Regions from separate parts of the Mus musculus genome. Here all the other regions are linked to region 2. The links are chromatin contacts, called in public promoter capture Hi-C maps. All regions are on one chromosome and are shown on one strand. Each heading gives the region's core, a stretch centred on a gene start, on an enhancer-like site or on the middle of the called end of the contact. The rest is flanking DNA. Distances are from core to core; before and after follow the strand shown.

Region 1 (3,887 bases), core at 995-3,494, 4.0 Mb before region 2:
GGTTGATGGGCTTGGCCCTCGGCTTTGAGAAGGTCGTACACGGGCGTCTTTCCTATTCTGGTCCCATACTCCTGAAGAAGGCTGATCGGGGTCTTGCCCGGGTTGGCGGCCAGCATTTGCTCTATGCTGGGAAGGGGCACAGACCAACATCACACTTCCCCTTTCGGCACCCACCTGGCAAATCACTGTCACATTAGACCTAGCCACATTATAGGGTCCATGAATTCCCAGGCAGTATAGCATCCATTGGCTGGGTTAAAAGTTAAGGTGCATGAGGGAAAGCAAGGTCCCAAGGCAAGTGGAGAATGTACTGTTCTCAGTTAAGGCGAGGGATCCTGTGCCGTGGTGCTGGTTGAACGTGCATTTCCCCCGACACAATACAATTCGGGAACCCAGTACCCACCAAATACACTGAACGTCGGGGCATAAAGCCCAGGGCTCTAGTGCAGTCTGGGAATCAAGCCAACCCCAAACTAGAGCTGGAGGCGTTGGCCACAGCCCCAGTGCATGCCGGGAACCTCTGCCCACTACCCCAGTGCTTGCTGGGAACAACCCTCAGGCCAGGTGCATGCTGGGGCCGCGCCGCCGCCCCTCCTCACCACCTCACACTTTTCGTCCTTCAGGAATCCAAGCGAGGCAGCTCACCTGGGCAGCCCGCAGCCTGTAGTAGTGCCGGAGCCCTGATCCTCTTCACTCATTCCCTCCTCCGTCCCCGCGGGCGCCACCGTGACTACAGCCTCCACGCACCCCAGTACACCGCCGAGGAGCTAGGGCCGGGGCCAAGCCCGGAGTCGCGGCCGGTAGGGCCCGCCGCGGGGCATGCTGGGATCTGGAGTCCCCCGCCCACTCGGCTCCTTGTGTCTTCTTATGGATCCGAGCTACCCGCCCCACAACCCTCAGCGAGACTCGCCCGGGCATCTGCACCGCCTTCTGGGAGGAGCAGACCCTCGGCGGAAGCTTCCCAAGCTACTACGAGTGGGTTGGGTTTTTTGTTTTTTTGGTTTTTTTTTTTTCCTAATGTCATTCCCGCCTTCCTCCTTGCGCACCGCCTCCTCCCAAGCCGACACTGTGAGCATGCGTATTAGCTGCGTGTAGGCGGCCAGGGGCGGGGCGGTAAGGTCTGTCTCCCTGAGAGAACTACAGAACCCAGGCGCCAGCGCGTCATTCGGGCGCCGCTGCGGGCTTCGCTGCTTTATTGGCTATACTGAGAGCGACTTCCTGTAGGCGCTTGCAGATTGGTCACTTGGCCCAGAGGGCGGAGACGAGGAAAGGTGTAGCCTTCTCCTTGAGGAAAGGCTGTGATTGGCCGAAGTCCTTTTGCTGCCCCAGAGGGTGTGCCTTACCTGGCCACCCCCACCCCAGAGCTCTGGGGTTTTATAAGTCCGGAGTTCTCCTCAGACCCGGTCTCCCAGGCTGTAGCGTAAGCTTCTCAGCACTCCGTGTCAAAAAACCCGTTGCTTTTCTGTGGCTTGTCCTTCGCCTCTCTTCACTAACTCCACGCAGCCTGACAGGGTTCGTGCCTCTTTAGATCAGCCCTAGTGAACCTCTTTTAACTGTCCCGAGAATCATTAGATGGACCTTCTGTGTTTAGTCTCACCTGAAAGAGCACAGGAATAATTAACGAACTAATATACGCGCAGAGCTTAACGATTACCTTTGGCTCTCCAAAGCCTTGATACCACCAGAGTGAAAGAAATATGGGAAATCTTGTGACCTTGGACAGAAGGAGAAAGTGATACCACGAAAAACGTGATTCAAAGAGTGTTTTTTAAAATGGGTCTAGGATAAGATGTCTTGCTAGAAAGGAATAGGGTTAGAGGTAAGAGGAATCAGTAATGAAAACGAGCGATCGGTCATCCAGGAGCACAGAAGTGGGAAGGGACCTACGGCTGGGTGGATTCCAATTGGGTGAAAATGGAGCAGCGACGAGGGAAGGCCAGCTGGAGATGTCGGTATGACAAGGGACCAGTGCCAGAGCGTTGTGTATACTGATGGACTGCGCTCTCGGGGTGTAGGAAAGAATCTGTAAGACAGGTCACAAGGGGATCCTACAGATTCCGCATGAGGACCAAAGTGGAACTGCCGTAGAACACCTCCAGGAAGGAGCCTGGATCGCGCCGGATGGCAGCCACAGGCTCCTTTAAGAGGCCGGCGACTCCAGCGCAGCATCCCCCGCTCAGGGCGTGTCCGTCCCGGGGGGCCAGGGGCGGGGGCTTTGGAAGGAGCGGGAGTTCAAGTCGAGTGGGGACGGGGCTTCGAGTAGGGGGTGGGGGCTAAAAGCTGGGGCTGACACCCGTACACCTGAGTTCCACACGAGCATCGCCGGTGACAGCTCTCCAGGTCCGGTGGAGGGCAACGGGGGGAGGAGGGAAGGAGGAGGAGGAGGAGGAGGCGGGAGCAGCATCCGGAGCGGAGCTGCAGCAGCGCCGCCTTTTGTGCTGCGGCCGCGGAGCCCCCGAGGTGAGAGCCTGGGCGACTTGTGGGGGTGGGGGGCAGGGATGGGTTCGGGTCTTGGGATCCTGGCGTGGAGGGAGGGTCGGGATACAATTGTGGCGTGGTGGGGGAGGAGGTGACTCGAGGATGCTGAAGCTGTGGTATGAAGGAACTAGAGCCCTGGACCCGACGCCTGGAGATAGGAAGGAACCGGGCGAAGCTGAGGGATGCGGCGGCCCAGCTTGGAGACCAAGAGCCTCCAAAGCTGTGGTGGATTATGCGAGGATGAGGGTGGCTAGGGGAAGACCTAAAGGACAGCGGGCAAGAGCACGTCCTCTCCTCCTCAACCTCAGGACCTAGAAAGGAGGGAGAATTGTGGCCCCCTCCAGGGAAGGGATGGAAGGGCAAGGCCTAATATACCCACCGCCCCCCTCCCCCACTCCTGCACCTAATAGGCTCTACCTGAAAATTAGGCTGCACCTACACCTGCATGCCCTGGCAGGGCCCTCTCCCCCGTCCATCTGTAATCCCTCTAATCTCCAGCTGTGGCATTCCCTACCGTCCAGCTGTTGCACCCCGTCCTCCATTTGGATGTAGTTTTCTCTCTCTTCTGCCTGCTCGTCTCTGGTTTCCTTAACCCATTTCCCTAGTCAGGCGCTTCACAAACCTCCCTTTTTCTCACACACTCACCAAACTCCTTGGCTTACAATCTTGGTAGGCAAGGCTTTGGCTGAGGGTAGAAAGAGAAGAGGGGTGGGTTCCATAAACAGTAGTAGGGCTGCAGGGAGGAGCCTTGCGGCTCTCTGTCTTCTGCCTCTTTGGCCTTCAACCAAAAGAGCATGCACATGAGGTCTCACACACCCCAGGCACCTGGAGCCTCACTCTAAACTCTCTTCTGATTCTCCCAGCCGCCTCGTGGTTTTCAGGCAGAGGGTCATCCCAAGCTTACACCAGTAGCAAGAATTTGGAAAGGAAACAGCCCAAGTTCCCTCTGGGCCTTGCTGTCCAAACATTAGTGTTTACAAGTTCAAGAGTGCTGCCATCTCTCATGGAAAGTTATCTGGGCCCCAAGTTGGGTCTAACCAACTGTTGACTTCCAGGAAGACCCCAAGGTCCAATACTTGCCAAGTCCTAGATCTTTGGTGGATGGAGGTGGAAGATGGAAGGTGTGGCTGGGGTTTCCTAGACTTCTTCACAAGAGCAAAACCCTGTTAAAAGCAGTTACTGCTCTGAGTCTCTGGGAATGGGGGTTAATAATAAAATGATAGAGAACACGAAATTCCAGCACCCACCTCTGCCTTTGCTGCCCATGCCTAGGGAGTAAGAGAATGGGAGGTGGCAGCTTTTCTAGAATCCATTGAAAGGATGCCAGCAGAGGACATGGTGGCTTTAGGAGAGTTTGTCCATTTGCCCTCAGAAAGCCCGGTCATGTGTGAACCAGGATAGGGGCCATG
Region 2 (3,579 bases), core at 304-2,803:
GGAGAGTTTACATCATGTACGCATGTACCTGAATTCTTATTGGTGTGAAGAGACACCAAACCACTGTAACTCTTTTTTTTCCCTTGTTTTTTTGAGACAAGGTTTCTCTGTGTAGCCCTGGCTACTCAGAGTCCTGGAACTCACTCTGTAGACCAGGCTGGCCTCGAACTCAGAAATCTGCCTGCCTCTGCCTCCCGAGTGCTGGGATTAAAGGCATGTGCGCCACCATGCCGGGCACAAATAAGTTTTTAAAAATGGTGCACTCCAGGTTCAGTGAGACAAGTCCAGATCCTGTCTTTGACCACAGAGACCCCCTTGCCTCTCTCCACAGTGTTCAGATTACTGGTGTGTGCTACCTACCGTAACCGTACCTGGTGGCTTTTTCATCTTTTGTTTTTGAGACACGGTTTCTCTGTGCAGCCCTGGCTGTCCTGGAACTGGCTTTGTAAACCAAGTTAGCCTCGAACTCGGAGATCTGCCTGCTTCTACTCTTCCCCCCCCCCCCCCCCCCCCCAGTGCTGGGGTTAAAGGAGTCTGCCACCACTACCAAGTGGGAGATACTCTCTTAAGAGAATAAGTTGGGAGGCAGAGGCAGGCGGATTTCTGAGTTCGAGGCCAGCCAGGGCTGCACAGAGAAACCCTGTCTCCAAAGGGGGGCGGGGGGGGGGGGAGAAGAAGAAGAGAATAAGGCAGAGAGCCATCGGATTTCTATAGGTGTGGTTGGAATCTTTAAAGAATCGTGAAAACGGAATAGCCTGTTTCTATAATACACTATTCGGCAGGGCGTTGAGAAGCATGCGCTATGCCAGAAGTCATTTTGATTTTCCATCACTTTATCTGTAAATAATGTCTACCTAAAAAATAATGTCTACCTCTTAGGGCTGCTCTACAAAAATTAATTAGTACATATATATGATTCATGAGATAGAAAGAGTTCGAGTGTTTACATGAAATGACCAAGAAAAAAAAATTAAATGAACTGGTTGGTCACCATAGAAAACTAATAAAACCTTTTCATGTGTAAACAGAAAACACGGTCAGCCACCGTCCACTTTTTTTCTTTTCTTTTTTTTAAGATTTATTCATATGAGTACACTGTCCCTGTCTTCTGACACTGCAGAAGAGGGCATCGGATCCCGTTAGAGTTGGTTGTGAGCCACCATGTGGTTGCTGGGAATTGAACTCAGGATCTCTAGAAGAGCAGTCGGTGCCATTTCTCCAGCCACCCCAATGTCTACTCTTCTGCTGTGTAGGGACGGTAAAGAAGTAGCTGCCCGAGAAGACTGGAGACTACTGCCACCAGAAGACGAACCCTTCAGATGGAAAAATATCCGAATCCGGCGACTGGCGGTGGCCCGCCTTTCCGACGGCCCACTCACCGGCCGAGTTTCTGACAGACACTTCACTTCAGCCACTCCCGTTGTGGAGTCTCTCACTGTCCCGCCCTCCACAGGCTAGTGTTAGTTCTGACCAATAGGAGCACAGCACCCTCAGCGCAGCAACCAATCAGCGTCTAGGGTCGCGTTCCGAGCAGGCGGAGCAGCCAGAGGGCAAGCTGCGCGGTGCCGCGCGGTGGGGGAGGTAAGATGGCGCCGTGCCGGGCGCTTCTCCTTTGCTGTTAGGCGCTGCTCGCCTTCTCTGTCAGCTCAGCGCGGCACGTCGTCTCCTGCAGCGTTGGAGCCTCTCTGGTTGCTAGGCTTTCGGGGAGCCAGGTTCTCCGGTGCCGGGAGCCGTGGGACAAGATGGCGCTTGTAGGACGACGGCCAAGGCGCTCGGGTCGGGGCTGTGAGCGCTGAGGCGGCCAGGGACAAAGGCGGCGAGCCGGGGCGTGGGGGCGGGGCGTGCCGCGCCGTTGCAGTGGTGCCGCGTGGGACAGGCGCCGCGCTTCCGGTCTGCTGCTGCGGAGATTCGGCCAACGTGGTAGGGGCCCGGGCGGCGGGCGGGTCGGTGACGGGAGGCTGGAGGGCGGCCGCGGGAGCACGCAACCAGGACTCGTGGCCGGGCTAAGGCCGTTTCGATCTGTCGTGTGACCGCCCTCCCCGCAGGTTTTGGCATGAACAGGATTCGGATTCACGTCTTGCCAACGAATCGGGGGAGGATCACCCCAGTGCCCAGGTCGCAGGAGCCCCTTTCCTGTTCGTTCACTCACCGCCCGTGCTCTCAGCCGCGGCTGGAGGGGCAGGAGTTCTGCATTAAGCACATTCTTGAAGACAAGAATGCACCCTTCAAACAATGTAGTTACGTCTCGACGAAGAATGGAAAAAGGTGCCCCAGTGCTGCCCCAAAGCCCGAGAAGAAAGATGGGTACGTGGAGAGGCGTGGGTTATATGGGTGCCTTCGGGCTCCGAGAGTCGTTCTTACTTTTCAATGCACGCCAAGCACAGGTTGTATCACCGAGCCTGCTTCAACGCCCAAACCTCCTACCGTTAGACTTTTATTACATTTCGAAGCATTTATTTCCCGTTGGTAGTTTGTTTTGTGTGGTTAGGGACACGTGGGGAGGTCAGAGGCCAATTTGCTGGAGTCGGTTTTAGTACCTCCTGGTACGGAAGGACAGACAGAAGGTTAAGCTAGGCTTGCAGAGTCACAGACTCCCCCACCCCCGGCTCCTCTTTTGAGACAGTCTCGCCCTTGCTTGGAACAGTTTTGGCAACCCTTTATGGTTTTTTAAAGAACTTTCATGTGTATGGGTGTTTGCCTGCATGTGTGTTGGTGTACCACGTTCATGCTTGAGGGGAGGGCGTTGGGTCTCCTGGAACTGGAGTGGGAGAATGTTGGTGCCACATGCTTGTCCCCTGCCTTCAGTTTTAAAGTGCAAAGGGGAACATGATGTGTAGAGTTGGTCGTATCTGCGGAGTTTTAGGTCGTGTGTTTGTAAAAAAGGTATTAAGGATATTCACTCTTTGGGAGGCAGGTCAAAACACTCAAATGCTCAGAGGTGATGATGCTGGCAGCAGTGGTGCAGGCCTTTAATCCTGGCACTTGGGAGTTCAGGCCAGCCTAGTAAAAGCATTGAATTCCAGAATTGCCAGGGCTAAACAGAACCCTGTCTCAACCCTCCCACCCCACCCCGCCAATAATGAGAACTGGAAGGCCATTTGAGGGAGAGATATTTAGTTAATCGCTTGCTGGAAAAATTAAGGTTTTGAGTTCTGATTATGGTCAGACTGATTTTAACCCTTAATTCTCCTGCCTCGGCTTCTGGAGTTCTGGGATTGCAGCTCTAAAGTCTTCTTCCTTAAACATCTATTATGAGGATTCACGTGCTGCCACACACACGTGGTCGGAGGGTAGCTTTCTGCTGTGTGGGGGGTGATGGAACTCAGGTGGTCTGTCTGGCCTTGGTGGTAGGCCCTTCTGTTTGCTGAGTCACTGAATTGGCACTCTAAGTTAATTCTTCATGCTGGAGCGCTGACTCACTTGCCAAGCCTTGTTAAGTAATGGGCACACTGTGTGTGTGTTTTGGAAGGGGCATCATAGTTTTTTTTTTAATCATATATGTATTTAATTTGTGCAAAAATATGGCTTTACTAGGTAATTTGTAAACAGCTAGTTCTAGATTTGAAGCGTGTGTGCCTG
Region 3 (3,981 bases), core at 743-3,242, 3.5 Mb before region 2:
CTAAACTTTAAGCCAAGGAGTATTTTTCACTGATTAAAATACGTTTTTGTAATTTGTAGACGATCCTTTTAGCCATCAATTCCAACTTCGTTCTTGTACTTACAATCTTAATGAGCCCAGCTAGGAACCTGGTGTTTCCAGGACTGTGACTCTGTCTGATCTGCTACCTGCAAACAACGTGACCCTCGACAAATCTTTGAGCAATTTTTCCTCAGCTGGAGAAACCACCAGTTCTTTACATGCTCTCACAGGCTTGTTCAATTAAGTGCTCTACTAACAAAAGCTGTTACCCAGGGTTGGGGATTTAGCTTGGAGTGCTTGCCTGGCACGGCCAAAAACTCTGTTCAATGTCCAGCAATGCAGGGGAGGAAAGGAAGTTCTCATGGCCGAAGGCAGTAGATTCAGTGAGAAAGTTTTCCAAAGACAGAACCCGATTTCCTTGTAATATTAGAAAAGATGGACTTCTGGTTAAGACACTGAATGTTGCCAGGCGTGTTGCTAAACACCTTTAATCCCAACAACCCCAAGGCAAGCCTGGTCAGATAGTCAAGAGCTAAATGAGAGACCTTGTCGCACAGTTTAGGCACAGCAATCCAAAAGGTATTTTTAACAGATTATGCTATAAAAAATAAACTAAAACGAAAACTAATGCTGGGTGTCTAAAAGCCCTCTGGTATTCACAGGTCCACTGCAAATGCCAAAAAAACCCAAAAAGCAAAAAACTTGGAAAACAAAACAAAACAAAAAAACAAAACCCGAAACGACCTCCACAAACCTCACTTGCAATGCAGGGAATATACATTCCACCAAACAAACAAACGCACGCAGAACCTCTAGCCACTATTTTAATAGCACCTTCTGGAAGTTTCCCAGTTATCTGGGAAAATGACAAAAGCTGAATCCTGACACTAAAACTACCCAAAAAATGGAAGTTCTATATAATGCAACGCCCCGATTTCCTTCCCCACCTCTGCCTGGCATATAGTGTGCACTCAATAAAAACTGTTGGTTGAATCAAGAGGTGGAAAGAAAAAGGCACAGGAGAAATCTAGGTGTCTATCCCTACAGCACCTAACACGTGGGAGCACCCTGGGTTCCCTACCCCCAACTATAGTGGGGCCAAACCTAATATGCGTTCGCTTGGGAGTACAGCGGCCGTGCCACGCTCCCAAACCGACTAAAGCTTAAAGTACAAGGTCATAAACGAGCAAAAGCCAGGTCCATCCAGGCTTCCCATCTGGAGTCCAGCAGCGCGTGTTTCTGAGGCGCGCCTTCTCCACCACCTCGCCTCGTCGCCCGTGCCGCGCACGCGCACCGCTGCTTTCATCGGCCCCTCCACAGCCTCGCGCTCGCGTTCTAACTGCACCCCCCCGCCCCCACGAGGGTCCGCAACGGCCTCGCGCCTTGGAGACCCGGCCCAATGTGTTCCGGTCCGCGCGCCAACCGCCTCCTTCCTCCACCCGCGCCTTGGCGCGGGCGCGGTGCTTCACGCCTTTGAGAGCCTCGCGCCTCCCGCACGTCTCTCTGTGCTGCCTCCTCCAATTGAAGGCAGGGTCCACCATTTCTGCCTACTCCAACCTCGCGCAACGGGGTGAAAAGGGTGTGAGGGGGAGGGGAAGGCCTTCCCCTCCCCCTAGACATCCCGAGGCGGTAACCTCAAGCGGCCATGCCGCTAGCCTGCCGCTGCCCCCAGGTCCGAAAGGAGCCGGTGCCTCCTGCCCCCGACCTCCAGCAAGGAGCGGACCAAGCCCGGAGGCTGTTTCCGAGCCTGGTCTTTGGCCACGCTCGGCCGCTCACTCACCTGAGGCCGCCATGTTGGGAGAGGGAGAGAGAACGCAAAGGACCCGGATGAGGCAGTCACGTGATTATAGCGGGCGCGACGGGCTTGGAGACGTGAAACCAGGAGGGGGCGGGGAGCCGAGGACGGAGGCAGAAGGCGGGGCGCCGCCGCCGCGCTGGGTTCGTAAAGCAGCGCGAGGGGGTGGCGCGGCGTCCGACGGGAAGACCTGCGCGACATGTGGCCGAAGGGGTGGAGTCTGAGCTGTCGCGAAACCCTTCGCTTTACGTCGGGCCCGGCGCGGCCGTCCGGTCCGATCTGCGCCCGGGGCGGAGTCTCCTGGCGCACAGACTTGTGGGTGCTGGATCGGCGCGAAGGGCGGGGTCGCACTTGCTGATTCTATGGAACAGAGTGGACTTGGAATCTAGAATGGGTGTGCCACAATTGATTTTTTCCGAAGGGAAGATTCTGAGTTTCTTTTTAAATCACTTTTTGTAAAGACAAAGAAAATATAATGTTCCGTAGAATGGTTTCAATTAAGAAGGTAACATTTGAACCATGGGCTTTTGCCTCATTTAACCCTCCAATGGACTGACAAGGGCCAGCACCGAGTGGCTAGCCACATTTCTTACAGCGAATGCTTCATTTTTTTTAAAAATATATATTTCAAAAAGTGAAACTATTGAACACCAGCCACGTGCCAGGCACTGTTTAACAGACATTTGTGGATATAAAAAGGGATTAAAACTACCTTGAATAAAATACTACAAATGATAAACATTACAGGTAAGTAGGCTAATAGAGTAAAAGGCAGTTGGGTACAACTCCAGATGGCCTGCCCCTCTACAAGAACAGGGAACATTCTTAGCCACTGAGCCACAATTCCAGCTCCTAAAATTTTTTTATGACCCTAAAACATACAAACCATAAAACAAACAAAAAACAAACAAATAAAAACAGGGGTTGGAGAGATGGCTCAGCGGTTAAGAGCACTGACTACTCTTCCAGAATTCCTAGCACCCACATGGCAGCTCACAACTCTAACTCCAGTTCCAAAGGATCTGACACCCTCATATAGACATACATGCAGCAAAACAGCAATGCACATAAAATAAAAATAAATATACTTTAAAAAATGATTTGCAGAAACAGGCATGGTGGCACATACCCTTAATTAATTTATTTACTTATATTTAATTTGGTGTTTTGAAACAGGGTCTCTCTACATAGCACTGGCTGTCCTGGAACTCATTATGTAGACCAGGCAAGACTTTAAATTCAGAGAGCCACCTATCTCTGCCTCCTGAATGCTGGGATTAACAGTATTCATTACCATGCCCAGCTGGCACACATCTCTAATTCCTACAGTTGGAAGGCAGACAAAGGCAAATCTCTATGTATAGAGAGTTTGAGGCTAATTTGGTCTACATATCCAGTTCCAAGTCAGCCAAGGCTACATACACACAGACCCTGTCTCAAAACAAAACTAAACAAAACAAAATAACCCCTAAACCAGCCAACCAAACAAAAACAAAACAAGAAGACAGAAATACTTTTCTTAGCTCAGTATGGAGCACCACATACAAAAGTGGTAATCACCGTGCTTGGTAGATTGAGATAGAAAGATCAGTGGAAGGCAAGCTTTGACTACAGAACAAGTGAAGATCAGACTGGGCTACAAAGAGACAACGAGATCATTTGTCAAGGTTTGATAGCCGTACCTACCCAGTCCCTCTCCTTTAATTTGCTATTGCTTTTCCCCAATGGTTTTCAGCCTGACCACTGTATTAACTTCCTAGCTGGGTTTCTTGCCTGAAGGCTTTGTCTACTGCAATGCATGCAGAATATGGCTGCCACACGTCTTCCTGGAGGAGAGATCTGAACAGTTGCTGAGAAACATGGCCACACTGACATGGACAAAATAAGACTTTTTTTTTTTTTTTTGAGAGACAGGGTCTCTCTGTTTCATACCTTTGGCTGTCCTGGACCTCACTCTGTAGACCAGGCTGGCTTTAAATTCCCAGAGATCCACTTGCCTCTGCCTCCTGGGTGTTAGAATGAAAGCTAAATAAGCTTTTATAAGGCCGTGTGCAACCCACTGCCAAATCACTAATCCAAACCTCTCTCTTTCTCTCTTTCTCACTTTCTCTCTCTCTCTCTCTCTCTCTCTCTCTCTCTCTCTCTCTCTCTCTCTCTTTCTTTCT

Evidence for each region. Promoter capture Hi-C pulls out the DNA fragments that hold promoters and counts their contacts. Capture Hi-C pulls out chosen DNA fragments and counts their contacts.
Region 1: a contact with region 2 is called in a promoter capture Hi-C map of pre-B cells, with 3 times the contacts expected there. The contact joins the promoter of Map3k12 here to the promoter of Kansl2 in region 2. A contact is called at or near these places in 3 of 39 promoter capture datasets (cranial neural crest, maxillary cranial neural crest and pre-B cells).
Region 3: a promoter capture Hi-C map of adipose tissue shows a contact between it and region 2. The contact joins the promoter of Eif4b here to the promoter of Kansl2 in region 2.

The regions. Positions count from the first base shown.
Region 1 is chr15:102,515,361-102,519,247 of GRCm38.p6, reverse strand. Map3k12 (mitogen-activated protein kinase kinase kinase 12) reads left to right here and starts at 2,244. Exons shown (of 16, transcript NM_001163643.1): 1 at 2,244-2,460. Tarbp2 (TARBP2, RISC loading complex RNA binding subunit) reads right to left here and starts at 1,056. Exons shown (of 9, transcript NM_009319.3): 1 at 646-1,056; 2 at 1-126. The coding sequence starts at 698.
Region 2 is chr15:98,532,243-98,535,821 of GRCm38.p6, reverse strand. It overlaps Kansl2 (KAT8 regulatory NSL complex subunit 2), which reads left to right and starts at 1,553. Exons shown (of 10, transcript NM_133714.5): 1 at 1,553-1,920; 2 at 2,046-2,304. The coding sequence starts at 2,054.
Region 3 is chr15:102,071,784-102,075,764 of GRCm38.p6, reverse strand. Eif4b (eukaryotic translation initiation factor 4B) reads right to left here and starts at 1,992. Exons shown (of 15, transcript NM_145625.3): 1 at 1,802-1,992. The coding sequence starts at 1,814.